Linked DNA regions of Sus scrofa: region 2 is linked to region 1. Evidence: chromatin contacts called from public Hi-C data. All regions are on one chromosome and are shown on one strand. Each heading gives the region's core, a stretch centred on a gene start, on an enhancer-like site or on the middle of the called end of the contact. The rest is flanking DNA. Distances are from core to core; before and after follow the strand shown. Region 1 has its middle 33 kb from the start of TMEM72. Region 2 holds the start of CXCL12 (C-X-C motif chemokine ligand 12).

Region 1 (2,665 bases), core at 64-2,563:
GATGCCGGGATGCTTCCCTGGGATGTTGTCAGGGGGCTCTTTCCCAGGCTTGCTAAGTTCCTCACACACCTGTGCGGACCAGTACTCTGTGGACACTTTGCAGTGTTCTGGGGTCCTCTCTCTGTGCAGCTCCCTTTTCCCTCAGGCACTCTGCATCTGCCTTGGTTTCTCTGGGCTCTCAGCTTTGGCTCCTCAACTCATGGAGTCTGTGAACTGTCCAGGGTTCCCTCTCTGCTGTGGCCTGGAAACTCTCTGGGCCCGGAGGTGGGAAATGATAGGGATCATCTGCTCTCAAGAATCCCCGTCCTTCATGTCTATGTGCTGTGTCTTAAAACTGTTATTTCAGATATTCTCTCAGACTCCCCCCACCCAACACACACACACTTCTTTCAGGTAGAGTATATATCTGGTCCCTCTTGTTAACGGACCAAACTTGGGTCCCTTTCTCCCACATGCAGTAAAGTCAATTTACTGACACTAGCTTGTGAAAGAAAGTGCAGCACTTACTGCAGGGCACCAAGCACGGAGGCCACGGCAGCTAGTGCTCAAAACACCAGAACTCCCTGATGGGTTCCGGGAAACCGTTTTTAAAGGCAAGGTGAGGGAAGGGCCAGGGTATGTGGTGAGCTGGTGCACAACTCTCTGATTGTTGATACTGAGGGGACAGGGCAGTGTCACAGGGGTTGACACTATCAATCCTTAGGCTCCAGTAGGTCTGGGGGCTATGTGCTCATGGTCATCAAGTAGTCAATTTCTTCTATTTGTCGGGGGATTTAGCACCTCTAGAACCACTCAGGAAAGGTGCATCAAGTACTAGCATAGGTCCTTCAGAGAGGAGCTAGAGCAGAGGATGTGGGGGAAAGGGTCTGTCCTGGGAAGGCCCCAGAGGGTCCTGCTCCATTATAGTTACCCCACCTTGGGATTTTAAGCCTCTTAATCTTACAGGTAAGGACTATATACCCCCACTTGATAGATGAGGAAACTTCTGCAGGGCTGTTTTAAATAACTTCCCAAGGCCATCCCCTAGAAAGTGGCGGAGTCTGAGAGGAGCCCCATTTTGTTCAGGGAGTTCTTGGCTTCCAGCTCCTGCAGCAGAGGGTGTGCTACCGTCAGTGTCTGCTAGGGGGCAGCAGAGGTCCAGTATTATTGCGGAAACACAGTGGCTCTTTCCCCTGGTCTTGTTCTTGGCTCCTGTCCTGTTCCTGCTTTTGTGCCCACTCCTGGTGCTTTCTCAGTTTTAATCTCTGGTGCCCCACCACTCTGCTTCTTGGATGGTGGCTTGAGACGCAGCCCCAGAACCACTCCGACAAGGGCAGTAGGTGACAGAGCCCTTGGGCAAGAGGGGCTGAGCTGAGAGGCAGCTGCGCCAGGCCCACCAGAGACGACACGAGCTGTGGAAAACATGGGTTTCCTTTCACTCTCCAGCGTAACTTATACAAAGTGCGATGGAGCTTAAAAACATGTTTACAGAATTTCTCAGGCTAGGGTCTGGTTACAGCTTCAAGTGGGCTTGGTCGACCAGTAGTTGTCTGGCTCTCCCCTCTCCACATTCACGGTGATGACAAGGTGGGACAGTTACTGTGCTTATTAAAAAAAAAAAAAATTGTTTTTCTAGACCTTGATGATATATATAAAATGGTTAAGTGCCATAAACTCATGCTTTATGTAGACAGTTTAAGGAACTGATATCACTTGGTTCCTCTTGTTGAAAGTTCTGGAACTTAAATAAGCCATCTGCTGAGTGCAGAGAAAGACTTTCTGACATCTGGGAGTGGGCTCTTTCATGTCACTGCCTTTTCTCCAGGCATAAATACAGACCCTAGAGGGACAAAGGGAGCAGAAGTCACTAGAAACCTTAATAGCATGCATGCTGCATTCAGTGTCTATTAGCTGGCTGGTCAACCCCTGTGGGAAGTGGGTTTGCAGCCATCTCCCGGCAGACCATGGTGTGAGCTCAGTGCAATTATCTCTACCCCCTAGCTCATTTGGCTCTCTCCATTGTTTCCAGGATGTTTATAAGCCAAATGGAGCCATGGTAACTTTATAAAAACCTCATGAAGAATCCCCACGATCTACCCATAACCTCTAATGCACAGTTAATGATGTCCCTAGAAAGCAATGTGGTAGAGTGGGGATGGCACCCGCCTGGGGAGCTGCCAGCCTGTCTCAGCTCCTCCCCACCCCTACTCTGCTGCCCTGCAAATTATTTGCATGCACTGCTTGAGCCTCAGTGTCTTTATTTTTTTTTTTATTTTTTGTCTTTTTACCATTTCTTGGGCCACTCCTGCGGCATATGGAGGTTCCCAGGCCAGGGGTTGAATCGGAGCTGTAGCCACCAGCCTACGCCAGAGCCACAGCAACACGGGATCTGAGCTGCATCTGCAACCTACACCACAGCTCACAGCAATGCCGGATCCTTAACCCACTGAACAAGGCCAGGGATCGAACCTGAAACCTCATGGTTTCTAGTCGGATTTGTTAACCACTGAGCCACGACGGGAACTCCGAGCCTCAGTGTCTTTATATGTAAAGCAATGATAGCACAGTCTTGGTCTGCTGGATTCACAGGATTGTTTTAAGAAGCCAACCATTGTAGATGGAAGTTTCTTTGTAAACTGAACAATGCTGGGCCACTTGCCCTTTTATTCATGATCTCCTGAAGGAC
Region 2 (2,665 bases), core at 123-2,622, 310 kb after region 1:
TCCTTGTGCTCTGCTTGCAATCCTGTGCTCTGCTGGGTCACCTCAGCTGTCCAGGTTGGGGCGGGGCGGCTGCCAGGAGGACTAGACACTGCCAAGGGATGACCCTGTGGCTGTAGTCCTCTGGACCAGAAAAGCCAGCTCCAGGAGCACCATCCCTGGCATGAGGGGGAGAGAGGAGTGCTCTCATTACTTTAGGTCCTGCAGGGCATCCACTGGGGAGATGAAAAAAATACTGCATTGCATTTTTTTGCCTACTATGTATCTGACTTGATGTTGAGCACTTCGTGATGGTTGGGAGGGGAGTCTCAGGTCAATTCTAGTTCCATGCCGAGGGGTGGGAACGGGGTTTAGCCCACCTCACATTTGAGAGCAAGATACAGATTTTTTTTTGTCTTTTTGCTGTTTCTTGGGCCGATCTCGCAGCATATGGAGGTTCCCAGGCTAGGGGTCTAATCAGAGATGTAGCCACCGGCCTACGCCAGAGCCACAGCAACGCGGGATCCGAGCCGCGTCTGCAACCTACACCACAGTTCACGGCAACGCCTGATCGTTAACCCACTGAACAAGGGCAGGGACCGAACCCGCAACCTCATGGTTCCTAGTCGGATTTGTTAACCACTGCGCCACGATGGGAACTCCGCAAGATACAGATTTAAGTCAATTCACCATTACTAAGAGGCTCCTGGGCAACTGCCTTTGTTTTCTTTCCACTACACAGCATTCTATTTCAGAGCTTCAATTTTACAATTGCGGAAACTGAGGCTCAGCTAATAAGTGATAGCTTTGGCTCAGAATCAGAGTTGCTCTGATTGCAAAGACCAGTCTGGCCACTTTGTCCCAGCTTTTCTGGCCACTGAGCAGCGAGTGGAGGCGGATGATCACTTATAGGTAGGTCCTATACCTCCAAAATAGGACAATTTTAGCTACCTCAGGTTGACGCTGGTTCAGCTGGCCCTCAGCCCTAGGACCAACCTGTTTGTTTTTCCTTGGTTGTCCTCCAGTTCCTGTCTATGGGACTTAATCTCTCCATCTGCATAATGGGAACAATAACTAGCCCTGCAGCCCAGCCTCACTGAGTGGCCAGCTTCCTCGGAGCAGGTCAGGCTTACAGAACAGGGCCCAGCACAACTAAGAAGGTCAAAGGCTGGAGCGCACCACAGTCTCTGGAGCATCTCTGGGCAGGAGGAAGGGGGGGAAGGAGAGGACAGGGCGAGCGCCCCTGTGGGAGGGGACGCTGGTCAGAGCCCCTGGCCACAACTAGGATTCTGCTCCAGACCCGCCCCTCGCCGCGCGCCCCGCCCCGCCCCGCCCCTCTCTCGCCTCTAAAGTGCCCGGCGCGCGCCTCCTGCGGCCGCACTTTCACTCTCCGCTGCAGTGTCCCCAGTGTGTCAGGCCTCCGTCCGCTCGCCGCCTACTCCTGCCATGGGTGTCAAGGTCCTCGCCGTGCTGGCCCTCGTGCTGACCGCGCTCTGCCTCAGCGATGGTGAGTGGCCTCGGCGATCGAAGCGTGGGCAGGCGTGGGACTCCATGCCGGGCCGCGGCTTCCCTGTCTGTACCCGCGCAGTCCCGCGCGAACCTAATTCGCGCCGCTGTGCATCGGGGAAGTTGAGGTGGCCCACTTCTCGGGGCGCACTCCCTCGGCATGCGGGGTTCAAAAGCCGCGTCGTAGCACCCTCGGCGCTGAAACTTCGCGCCCTTCAGCCGGGCTCGGGTCCCGGAATCTGGAAGCAGCCGCCAGATCTGCGGCAAGCTGTAGAGCGAGGTCTGGCAGTATAACTTGGTGCCAGTGCGCCCAGGGCGCGTTTGGAGCCCGCGCTGGAGGGGGAAGTTGGGGAGCAGAGTCTCCAGCTTCGCGTTTTGGCCCACCTCCCCTTGACCGCCCACCTCCCAGTTCGTGGCTTCCCGCGCCCAGCTCGGTTTCCAGATCCAACGGGCTCAGAGGCCCCGCTATGCACCGGACTGGGGATGCGATCCGCGGTTTGTGTTGGAGAGAGCGCTTTTCAATCGCGACGTGCTTGTGGCGGCGATGCGATCGGGTGCAGCTGCGTGGCGTCCTTTCCACGCACCCACATAAACGAGGCTTCGCGGGCGGGCGTTCTGAGCAGCTGTCGGGTTTGCGCCACCCGCCTGGCTGCGCTTCTGTACAGCTCCGTGGTCCGTAGCGACGCGGAGAACCTGGGCGCATATCCAGGCACTACCTTCCCTGCCTCTTCCTGGGGTCAGCCAGGAGGGGCCCGGGGACCATCCGGGTCATGCGTGCGCCTACCCACCCCCCAAACACACCTGCAAACTGGCGCCTTTGTCACCAGCCAAGCAAGTGCTCTACCTCGGAGTGAATGCTGCCCTAAAATTTCATCGCCAAGGCCTTAGGCCACTGGGAAAGGTGGTGTCCCGTTTCACAGCGAGAGGGAGAGAGCTTTTTTTTTCCTTTTGAGGCTTAAGAGAAATCTCACTGTCCTGTTACAGGATACCACTGCTGCAAACCAAAATAAACTGTTGCCTCTGAACACACAAAACAAAACCATGTCAGCATGGGTAGGCCATGCTGAGTGTTCTTGGCTGGATGTTTCCAACAAATCCTGCAAAAGGGTTCAAGGACACTGAGTGCTCCATGCAGCTAAGGTCTGTCTAGGGCTGGAGCTCCTGGAGCAGTAGGCTAGGTTGG

What was found. A called contact is a pair of places that touch in the nucleus more often than the background predicts.
Region 2: a Hi-C map of retroperitoneal adipose tissue shows a contact between it and region 1, with 2.4 times the contacts expected there. The contact joins the promoter of CXCL12 here to the enhancer-like site in region 1. A contact is called at or near these places in 12 of 47 Hi-C or Micro-C datasets (alveolar macrophages, embryonic fibroblasts, fetal heart ventricle and 6 more) and 1 of 2 datasets of contacts at active chromatin or transcription factors (skeletal muscle).

What each region holds. Positions count from the first base shown.
Region 1 is chr14:91,201,723-91,204,387 of Sscrofa11.1, forward strand. No RefSeq gene overlaps it. Among named protein-coding and RNA genes, the nearest start is that of TMEM72, 33 kb to the left of the region's middle. Within about 2 kb of position 1,314, at least 13 of the 83 cell types and tissues checked have an H3K27ac peak or open chromatin away from gene starts, as enhancers often do. A contact at or near this core is called in retroperitoneal adipose tissue, where this site is marked.
Region 2 is chr14:91,515,080-91,517,744 of Sscrofa11.1, forward strand. It overlaps CXCL12 (C-X-C motif chemokine ligand 12), which reads left to right and starts at 1,373. Exons shown (of 4, transcript NM_001009580.1): 1 at 1,373-1,483. The coding sequence starts at 1,423.